Linked DNA regions of Gossypium hirsutum: all the other regions are linked to region 1. A link is a contact called in public Hi-C data. All regions are on one chromosome and are shown on one strand. Each heading gives the region's core, a stretch centred on a gene start, on an enhancer-like site or on the middle of the called end of the contact. The rest is flanking DNA. Distances are from core to core; before and after follow the strand shown.

The links. Hi-C and Micro-C count contacts between places; a contact is called where the count stands out from the background.
Region 2: a Hi-C map of leaf shows a contact between it and region 1, with 2.9 times the contacts expected there. The contact joins the enhancer-like site here to the promoter of LOC121204710 in region 1. A contact is called at or near these places in 5 of 34 Hi-C or Micro-C datasets (callus, leaf and petal).
Region 3: a contact with region 1 is called in a Hi-C map of leaf, with 2.0 times the contacts expected there. The contact joins the promoter of LOC107916523 here to the promoter of LOC121204710 in region 1. A contact is called at or near these places in 6 of 34 Hi-C or Micro-C datasets (callus, hypocotyl and leaf).
Region 4: a contact with region 1 is called in a Hi-C map of leaf, with 2.9 times the contacts expected there. The contact joins the promoter of LOC107917995 here to the promoter of LOC121204710 in region 1. A contact is called at or near these places in 8 of 34 Hi-C or Micro-C datasets (anther, fibers, hypocotyl and 2 more).

What each region holds. Positions count from the first base shown.
Region 1 is chrA01:21,504,463-21,507,282 of Gossypium_hirsutum_v2.1, reverse strand. It overlaps LOC121204710, which reads right to left and starts at 1,409. Exons shown (of 3, transcript XM_041075095.1): 1 at 1,269-1,409; 2 at 613-913; 3 at 1-406. The coding sequence starts at 1,301.
Region 2 is chrA01:21,274,667-21,277,486 of Gossypium_hirsutum_v2.1, reverse strand. No RefSeq gene overlaps it. Among protein-coding and RNA genes, the nearest start is that of LOC107917984, 14 kb to the left of the region's middle. Within about 2 kb of position 1,471, at least 6 of the 9 cell types and tissues checked have an H3K27ac peak or open chromatin away from gene starts, as enhancers often do. A contact at or near this core is called in leaf, where this site is marked.
Region 3 is chrA01:21,293,176-21,295,995 of Gossypium_hirsutum_v2.1, reverse strand. It overlaps LOC107916523 (probable nucleoredoxin 2), which reads left to right and starts at 1,435. Exons shown (of 3, transcript XM_016845782.2): 1 at 1,435-1,898. The coding sequence starts at 1,755.
Region 4 is chrA01:21,698,470-21,701,289 of Gossypium_hirsutum_v2.1, reverse strand. LOC107917995 (vacuolar protein sorting-associated protein 35B) reads right to left here and starts at 1,452. Exons shown (of 23, transcript XM_016847466.2): 1 at 1,195-1,452; 2 at 1,004-1,100; 3 at 761-884; 4 at 1-138. The coding sequence starts at 1,284.

The DNA of each region.
Region 1 (2,820 bases), core at 160-2,659:
CATATAAATAAACGACACATAATACCAGTTATTATCACACGCAACTGATGCAATCCCCAAAGATCAAAAACATCTAATGCAAAGGGATCAATATATTCTATAGTTGAATCAGAAAATGGCAATTTATGGAATTTGCCTTTTTTACAAACAATGCAAACACTATCAAGCAACATATTATTTAATGTAAGATTACACTTATCCAGAACAGTTTTAACAACAGACGTAAACGGATGGCCCTGGTGATTATGCCACAATGAAAAAACATCACTGTCATCGGGCCGACGCTGAAGTCCAACGTGAGCAATAGAAGGAGCTATAGTGCTTGAAATAGAAGTACCCGGTAAGGAAAACACGTACAATCCATCAGGAAGATGGCCTTCAGCAAAACTTCCCGGGTCACGCTGTCCTTAATAACACAATATGTGGAATGGAATTCAAAAAAGACACCATTGTCAGTGGCAAACTGAGATACAAATAATAATTTTTTTTGTACTGCCGGAACACACAAAACATTAGATAACCAAAGCAGTTTAGACTGCGTAAATTATACCCCCTGACCAATAGACGAGATTATAGCAGGCGTTCCATCAGCTATTAAGAGTGAAGACGTACCTGAATACGGGTTAAGTGTCATGCAAAGCCGAAGGATCCCGACAAACATAATTACTAGCACCAGAGTCAGGTTACCACGAGGAGGTGCCAACTGGCATAAGAATATACGAGTCTGTGCCATCACCATTAGAGCCAACTTGTGTAGTATTTCCATAAGACCTAGAGGAATCAAAATAATCAGATGCGTGAATGTCACCGACTCGAGGAAGTCCAATGCAAGGATCAAACCCAGAGTAGACACGCGCACAGGGTTTGGTGCGCCAAGGAACCACAATCCCACTCGGCTGACCATCATTCGGCCCTACACCAATAAAGGGATCAAATTGAACATTATTAGAAATAGGCTCAATAGGAATGGATGGGGTAGTCGGCCTAGGAACGCCATGTACAGGCCCAAAAGCATGTGATCGACGCACATGAGGCCTAGGCGCATAACCCATAGCTGGCCCACGTGCTGACAAATTGGGCTGCTCATTAACACCATGTACACCTCTATTGCCATCATGAGAGAAAAAATCTCTTTGACCCACGATGTACTGTTGACCACATTCAAAACAATTTTGACCAGAATTAGGTGTAAACCTAGGCCGACGGTTTTTTTGAGAGAACCAGCCTTCATCTCCAAACTCATCATGCAAACCAGGAGACAAGCCTACCATTAAAGTTACTTGATGCGACGCCGGAGCCATTGCCGGCAAAGAGTCGTCGCGATGGTACCTATTGTAGCACCTTCGTGCGATATGTCCAAACCGCAAGCAAATTTAGCACTGTAGACGTGGCCGAAAACTTCTTCCTCGACTACCACGAGATGGAGGTCGACCACCACGAGTGACACCCTTCACTAGCTGCGAAGAAACATTCTCCACCATATTCGTCACAAATAAGAGCTCTTGGACCTCTCGCGCCTGACGAGACTCACACTCGAGGAGGGCATCGACTACACGTTGAAAAGGAAACGGAGTGGAGGAGAGAGACGCAGAGGACACAACAACATCAAACTCGGCCGGTAATCCTGCAAACATGATTTCAATTTTCTCTGCCTCTGAGATGTGAGAACCAGAAGCTTCCAAGAGAGCACAGAGACCTTTGATTTTCGCAACATACCCCTTGATGGAGAGGCTCCCTTTCTTGAGAGAATGCAATTCATGACGGATCCGAGATTGCTTAGCACTTGTGTTGGCCGCAAACAGACTTGTCGTAGTCAACCACACGTCAGAAACCGATCGTACATTCGTGAAGAAGGACAAAAATGAAGAGCTGATCGTGGAAAGAAGCCACGAGGTAAGAAGCTAATCTTGTTGATCGAAGACCGTGGCAGACGAATTCGCAAGAAGAGCACTGTTTGGTCCTTGGTCAAACCTCTGCGGAGCAGTAAAAGAGCCATCCAAAAAGCCTACCAAATCATATCCAGCAACAATGTGTCGAATCTGTTACTGCCATTGAAGAAAAGTGCCTTCGTCAAGTTTGACCACATCATGCCGAGGAAACGACGTCATGACATGATCACCATGAAAGACCGCACCATGATGCTCATTGAAATCGGAGTCAGCGGAGTGAGTAGTAGCCATCCCCGAGTATCAACAAGCGACTGATACCATGAAGAAATATTGGTAATCTAATGAAGAAATTCCATTAATGTATTTAGACTTCAAAACTTGTTTTTGTACATTTGGAAAATAGTATTTATAGACTTAGTTAACAGACTTAGCTAACAAGCTTAGCTAACAAACTTGCTAACAGAATTGCTACTCATAACAGCTTGACTAACAACTTAGCTAAGCTAACACTAATATCCTTAACACATTGAGACAGATTGTTTACGAGTAGTGAACTCTTTGCATGCTCAAGATATTGATGTCTCTGAGTTTGGTTTGTTGGTTCAGAACTGCCGAAATGTTACTTATTTTCAGCATTTTTCATTTTGTTGGACTCGTGAAGAAGCTAATAAAGCTACTCATTCGCTTGCTCGGGTAGTTTCATTGTATACGAACCACAGAATAGAGTAAGCCGTCTGATGGTCTCTCTATTGTTTTATCATTTGATGCTATGAATGCCGAGGCTAATAATAGTGTAAAGTGTAGGATGGGATGTATAAGGTAAGTCTGTGTGCTTGGGTTAGTTTTGCTCTTGCCTTTGCTTCAGTTGACTTGTTTTATTGCTCTTGTTTTGTTACTTTGGTTTTTAATACAATTATGTTTCAAAAAGAAT
Region 2 (2,820 bases), core at 222-2,721, 230 kb after region 1:
AAAATATATATATTAACTTATTCAATCCTAATTATTAATGAATTTGAATTTAATCAACAATCTACTATTATGGGCGGCACAACAAGAGGGAATAAAATTAATTTCATTTTGAGCATTGTTATATTTAAACTTGGGACCTTTAATTAAACTAAAATTTTATCATTGAACTAATAAATTTATTCTTATCAATGAACTAACGAGAACAAAATATAACCTAAATGAAAGCATAAAAATAATAAAAATTCAAAAGAGAGCATTTAAACACAAAACCTCAAACAACATCTAAAGCATTTAACCATTAAAATAGATTATTGTAGTTAACATAATTAAACCTAGAAATTACAAAATTTGGAGCATGACATCCATCAAGCTATTAACATGCTTTACTCTCTCATCATTAGGGGCTTTCTTAGTTCCAGAGGCAGTCGTTGCCTTGGTAATAAAGCGAGGGGATTTGCTAGGTTCGAGTAATTTTATTGAAAAAGGTCTCGGCCTCTAAACAAAAGATGGCAGAAGGGAACCATGGGAGCTAAGGTAAGTGGTTTTGCGGATGAAACGAAGATGAGAACTAGGTGGCTTAGTTAAGAAATTTGTGACGGCAGCCATTAAACTCCCTTTAGAAGTTCTCTCGGTTCATGGGACAAGTCGGGTTTAGACTGAGCCAATACAAAATTTCAGTTCTGTTTTCTAAGCTTGGGCTAGGTCAAGTTGTATTCGGACTGAGTCAATACGAAATTTTAGATCAGTTTTTTATGCTCAGACTTGGTTTAGCCTGAAAAATAGAACTAAAATTCTACCCAAGCCCAATCCATATTAAAAATACTAAACTCAAGTGTAGTCCACTCGTATTAATTTTTTATTATTATTTTACATAAAAAAAGTTTTTTTAAAAAATATAATACATTAAGTACACTAAAAACATTAAAATAAATGTTTTCCAATAAATTAAAAACAAAGATAGTGGCAACTTAACAAGAAAATGTCTCTAAAATAGTAACAAAATTAACAATAAAATAAAAGTTAAATAATATCCAAACAATAATAACAAAGTAATTGCAATATAATAGCAAAATGGTAGCAAAACAATAATAAAACAACAGATTCGAGTCAAGCTCAAGCAAAAAAATCTTACCCAAAGCCTACCCATTTAGAAAATGAGCCTTATTTTTTGTCTAAACTTATTTTTCGAGCTTATATTTTTATCTAAATTTTCTCATATTTTGAGTAGATCTTCAAGTTTAGGCGGATAAACAAACCTTTTAAATTGTTTAAGAAAAAAAGTGAATATGGGATTAGGATGTGATGTAAAATTCTAATCGATCAAATATGCTAAACTCTAGTTTTTGGTTTTTTCTTTTTGGGTTCACTTTTATCTACGTATTTCGTTTTTTTCATGTCTTGTATTATAATTGGGTATGATATTTGAGCCCTTTGAGTATGGTTGCCCTTTGTGCAGTAGCAATCATTTTAAGGTTACTATTCAGACCCGAGAGTTTAGATATCTAAAAATCTCCTAGACTGAAATCGATTGGGCTTGTATGAAATGAACCATTTGGGTTTAGTTTCTAGTTGTAACTTTGAAACTCAAGAAAATTGCAGGCTTGAGGGTCAAAGTTCATATTTTGCTACAACATAACACCACCTTAAATTGTTATAACCAATGTAAGGGCATGTTGCAAACCATGATTCCAGGGAAGTTGAAGTTCACAACGGCTCAAGCAATTGACATGACTATCTCTTGATTGGAGAGTAAATCAAATTGTATAACAAGTAGTTGTTACTGATCAATTGTACTATCAGAATGTACACTGTAACACTGAGCAGCCATGGTTGCTATCCAAAAATTGGCCTCTGGTCAAATTGTATGCCAGCAAAGTTAGTCAGATGCACCAATGACCATCAATTGGGTGGTTTTGTTGAAGGATTTGAGATTTGGTATTTTAGGTATTTGTATAAAAAATTATTTAATATTATAATCTTATTTTAATAATAAAAATTTAACATTGATAAATAAATTTTTTTAAGAGTAATAAATGTTTTATACTATAAAATATTAGTATATATTTAAATATTGCTTAACTTTATTTATTCCCTCTAAATTTAATGTGTTACTATACACTTTCATATATGTAATATATACAATTTCTAATTAAATTTTAATTATACATTAATTATTATTAAATCTATATAGGATATTAGTTATTTAATAACTAATATCTTATTATAAAATAAATTTTGAGAAAATAATTATATAATATTTAGTAACAAATATAATTTATATTTATATTTGTTTCATAGAAAAACAACTTTCAAAAATTGCTTTAGAAAAATTTACCGATAAAAAAATTATTTTACCTAAAATCATTGTAATGTTAGAAATATTATATAAGTTAACTTTTCCAAAAAAAAAATTATTTTTCAAAAATAATTTGTAATCAAACAAAAACAACCTAATTTTATATAAATTATATGATTTCATTTTATTAAAAAATTGAAAAATAAATCTAAAATAATATTATTTATAATAAAATAATTTCATGATAATAAAAAGAAAAGAAAAAAAAAAGAAGAGGATTTGATTAACTATTGTACAAATATTCTATCCATAGCATATAGATGGGACCTATCAGGGACTTTGTTCAACTTGGAATTTCTGGTTTCTATAATGAGAATCGTCATATTTACGGTAAGAGTGAATTAAAATATTTTATATTAAAATAATATATTTTTAAATAATAAAAAATATTATTAATAAAGTGACGTGATTTTGTATTTGATTCCCAATTAATGATTTTATTTAAAAATTATATAAAAGGATGA
Region 3 (2,820 bases), core at 186-2,685, 210 kb after region 1:
AAAAGTTAAAAATTTAATCATCCTACATTTTTAGTTTGAAAATCTTAGCCCAATCATCATTTTTGTTGGTAGTTTCTTTTAAAATTTGTCAACGTAACATATTTATTTTCTATTAAGCATATGTCACATAATATGAAGATAGCTTAATTCATGTGCTAAATTGATAAATTTTGACAAAGAATATTAACAATGGTAATGATTGGAGTGAGATCGGCAAAGTAAAAAGACTTAACTTTTAACTTTTTAAGTATATGGGTTAAATCTCAAATTTTGTTAAATTAAAATGATTGAGAAGAGATTTTAACCAAAAAGAAATATTACAAAAAATTGAAAGCATTGTGAAGGGAAAAAGGTTTCTAGAAAAGAATTAAACAATGGTGGAATACAAACAAAAGGAAAGGATTAAAAGTACTTTTAAATTAAGGTCTTCGGGTTGCGCGTTGCCAAGTGTCGTTTAAGTGGGCCCCAATATAGTGAGAATTCAAAGCTACAATTTTTAGAGCCTTACAGCCGTCTCATCCTCCCACGCACTATTTTTATATTTATCTTTTTCAAAAATTTAGAGGAAAATTAGATTACGGTGCTTACCATATGAGTGATATTTTATTTAATAAAATTTAAATATTGAAGTAGGTAAATTCTTATTGTATGTGTATTTCGTTAGTTTTTATATAAAAATATACAAAAATTATAATAATATTTGTTCTTTTATTAATTTAACCAAACTTTTAAATACTAATATATTTCATTGAAGTACGAGATAAAAAATAAATAAATATTAATTTTATTTTTAATATTTATATATTTTTATTAATTTTATCTTTATTTTTAGTTAAATTTGGCTCTCAACATTTTAAAAAAATTAAATTTAATTAATTTTTTAAAAAAGATTTGAAATTATGTTTGTTTGATGAGAATACTAATTAAAATGTTAAAAATTTAAATACGATAGCCTCCATGATAATGGATGTATACTCAATGCTAATATTTTTGAAATTTTATGAACTTTTTATATTTTATATTTTATTTTTTTTATAATTTTTAAATTATTATTTGTTGAAGTGATATATAAAATAAATGATGTTATATTAAGATGATGTGTACATAAATTATAATTCAAGTTGTCATGTTAACAACATTAAAAATTAATATTTTGATCATAATTTTTATTAAAAAAGAGAGATTTGATTTTTTTTAAGGTTAAAATATCAAATTTAGAAGAAAAAAAAACCAAATTGATAGAAAAAATGTAAACGCTAAGTTTATTGTTTTGTTTAGATAAAAATATAAGAAGCAATTAAAATAAAAAAGAAAATAATAATAATGTTAAAAAGGTGGAGAGAGTTAGAAATACAGGTGTCCACTACATCTTTATGACAAACACGGGACCTTACCTACCTTATCTAAGATAGCTTGGAAACGCTGGCCTGGACTTCGATTTTTCTTATTTTAACAAAAGCGAACCCAATGTGTCGAACCAAAAGGTTATATGCGTGACAGATGACGGTCTTGACCAATTAAATATAAGTCAAGACGTCGCCAGCATGATAGTTAATGGACCCGAGGAACAGTGGGAGTTTGGCTCATTGACGATACTTTTGGAGTGAATCGTAAGTTCGGGGGGGGGGGGTTGAATTGCTATCTTAGGATAAAGAATATGGTTCCATGCAATTTAAGCTTTGAAAGGACTGATTTAATCTTTTATAAGCAAACGAGAAGCGAGAAAAGAAGACAAGTGATGAAGTAGGAAGGAAATGGATTTGGACGACAACGCCAGGAATCTTGTTCAAGCTTTGACAAATGGTGATGCCGAGAAGATTTCAACATCTAGATTTTCTTCTCTTTTGGCTTCTAAAGATCGTGATTATCTTCTGTCCTCAACTGCTCAAGATGACCAGGTTAGTTTTCCTTTCATGGAAGGAAATAAAGAACATATCTAGCATCTTCTTCTTCTTCTTCTTCAGTATCTATTATTAATTTTTAGCTGTAAACTTTAAGTTGTGGTCAGACATGAAAGCACGCAGCCACCTTTAGGTCTAACTCACTTATGGCTTCACGGTAATTTGTACTCTTTCATCATCATAGATCCATTTCTTTTCTATCTTCTTCTTTATCCAAGACTTCTTTCTGAAATTACATAAACCTTCCAGAATATCTTTTCTAGAACTATATATATATATATATATCATTATTTGGTATTATTCTCAAAATATTTAACTTTATTTATTAGCAACATATTTCAGGAACTTCTATAGGGTTTTAAAATGGAAAGTCCACCTGCTAATACTTTGTTATATATGTATTATAAGGTCCAGCAAACTAGAACTTGGTTATGGTATAATCATCTGGGTATATTATAGCACCAAACAAAGAATGAAGAAATATATGGGATGTTGTTTGGTAGAACATGTTTAATTGAGTAGATCTTATGTTATTTCGCTAGTGGTGGTTGTTAAACTCGACAATGATTTGATTTAGTTTTGAAGGGAATACTTTTTTAGGGGTCTTTTATGTATTTATGACAATTAGGTGATGATCACATTAAATAATTAGATGAAACTGAGAAATGGATCATTGTAAGTTCATAAGCGAACAATCTAAGTCGGTTACATGTCTTGTCGGTAATTCAAACATGTTGGAACACCATTGGTGGTGAAGAGATCTTGTTGTTTTGATGTTCTTGTGGGGGGTTATGAATTTTGCTTGTCGGGAAGGGAATTAGAACGGATTCTTAGCATGAATGTGGGATGCATTCGTGATAATGTTCAATATATCGATATATGATATATCGGCAAAAACTATCGGAAATATGTCGGTGAT
Region 4 (2,820 bases), core at 203-2,702, 190 kb before region 1:
GCAAGGTAACTCCTTAAAAAGAGTCCACGTATGGGATGTTGAACTCCACGACACATTTCCACAAGGTCTTTAAGAACTTCCTTAGCAGGAGCCTCCTTAGATTTGATATAGATAGATCCTACTGTACATAGAAGATACCTGGTAGATTATCAACTAAAATTTCAGATACAGTGACAATGACGGTCTAATATTTGACAATACTCACAATCACAATACAAATTAACTATTTGGAGCTTATCTAGTTATGAAGCAGAAACTTCCAGAAGAAAGCCCATTTGCAGTTTTACTAATCGTTTTTCTTCATAAAAAACTAGAGTCCCATTTCAATACGGGTCCTAAAACTGTGGGGAAAAAAACCAACAGCTAAGAATGAGAATGGATACCCATATATGTTTGGAATTCGAAAATGATATAAGAAAGAATGACTTAAATATATTAAAATAAGTCCCTGAACTAAAATTAAATAATTAGTCGTGTCATTTTAATGCAAATTGCAATGGATTTAATACTCATATATATATATACTCACTCAGTTGAGCGTTGATCAGACTGGAATTCGTTAACAACGTCATCAACTTCCATCTAAGTGGGCTCTATTAGCTAAAAGGAGATATTTAAGGGTTTAATTGAATAAAGGCTCATTGCAATAAACAACAAGTATTGGATGATTATTTAATTTTAATTCAATGCTTTTCATATTTTAGAAAATAAATCTAGAGAAATATGCAATTAATTATTAAATTTGTTGAAGGACACTTACAATCTAGGCAAAATATTGCCGGCATGTTGAACAAGCTCGTACAGATCAACCACAGAGACACCATGTTTGCTGTCGTCTTTGAAGAATAACTCCAATCTCTTCAATTCATCAAAAGCTCGCATATCTTAATTCCAGTCATAGACACATTATAAAAAATAATAATAATCAATCACAATCAATAAATTTCAAACACTATCGACTCAAGCAATCAATCAAAAGAAAAAAATGAACAAACAGAATTACAAAGTTCATAGTATTTGCGAGGAGAGAGTTTGGAGGTCCGGAGCTCCGATAGCATTTGAGCAGAGTACTTGAGAGCTTCTCTAAGATTATTAGAATCCTGAGATAAGAAATATCCAAATTAGCACAAATGAAAGAGGATCTGAGATGTTCCGTTCAAATTCAAGTGGAGATAGGAAAGCTTTTGGAAATACCAAAGCTCGATGCATATAAAAAGCATTGTGTTGAATACCAGCGATCCCTTCCGCCAGCCATTTCTCTTCGTCCTCTGTTCCGTTTAACATTATTCTCTCCGCCACTTTCTTCCAGACCTTGACACTGTTCGATCTTCTACCAAAAAAATTACTTTTCCGATGTTGATCTCATTGAAGTCCTGGGACAAGAGAACAAACAAACAAAGATGCCCAGCTGAGACGCATATTCGAATGCCTCAAAACTAAGCCTCATACAGAGCTTACCCCAACTTTCAGCCCAAAAAATGTTGATTGCCTCGCTTTTGTACTATGTATTTTTATTGGGATTTGGGAAAAGGTCAGCCCATCATTGAGTTACGAACATTATCAACTCTTGTTTGAAAGGCATGATAACTTGTTCAATCCTTCAACTTTATAAAAAAAATTATTTTAATTTTTCATTTAATCTTTCACTTTTTTAGATTACCTTAAAAATAGAAATGTTAACCTTTAACCCATGTGAGATCCACATGGATTTCAGTAATTAATTAATTTAAAATTTATAAAAATTATAAAAATATAAAAATATTATGAATATATTATTAAGTGGATGTACATAATGATAAAGATAAAATTTTGATATACTTTAAATAGTTATTAGAATTAGATTTTTATTTCTTTTATATTTTTTATTCCTATAAATAGAGATTCTGATGAAGCATTATAATCATCCCTTTTGATCAATAAAGTTCATTCTCTATTGCTTTCATATTTTCTTTGTTCTTTATTCTCTCCATCTTTCTTTATTTTATAACACATTATCCGCACGATTCTCAAATTTTTTTTTCTAAACCCACCTCATTCTTATTTTTCATTTGATAACTCATACCTCAATTGCTTTATATCCTTTTCTAATCCCCCACTGAATTGCTTTCATTATTTTTCTTACTTAGCATTCAAATTGGTTGATTGGCTACCTAAAAATTGACGAAAAAAGAGGGACTCAAACTTGTGCAGCGATTTGCTTAAAATTCTTGGGAGGAATCGAATTTAATTTCTCTATCGACTTAAGTGATTATAATGTCAAATCTTGCCAAACTTGAATTTGCCGCCCTAAAGATCTCAGGTAAAAATTATTTGTCATGGGTGTTAGATGCTGAAATTCACCTAGATGCTAAAAGTCTAGGGAATACTATAGTAGAAAATAAAGAAGCATCTAACCAAGACAAGGCAAAAGCAATGATTTTCATCCGTCATCATTCACATGAAGGATTAAAAGTGGAATATCTCACAGTGAAAGACCCTCTTGAGTTGTGGAAAAATTTGAAAAAAAGATTTTACCATCAGAAAACAATGATCCTCTCTAATGCTCGTTATGATTGGATGCACTTACGGCTGCAAGATTTTAAGACTATAAGTGAATACAATTCAGAACTTTTTAAAATTAGTTTTCAACTGAAATTATGTGGAGAGAACATAACTGACAAGGATTTGTTAGAGAAAACCTTTTCAACCTTTCATGCTACTAATGTGCTCCTGCAATAGCAATATCGTGAAAAAGGTTTTAAAAAATATTCTGAATTGATTTCATGCCTTTTAGTGGCTGAACAAAATAATGAGTTGTTGATAAAAAAATCATGAAATTCG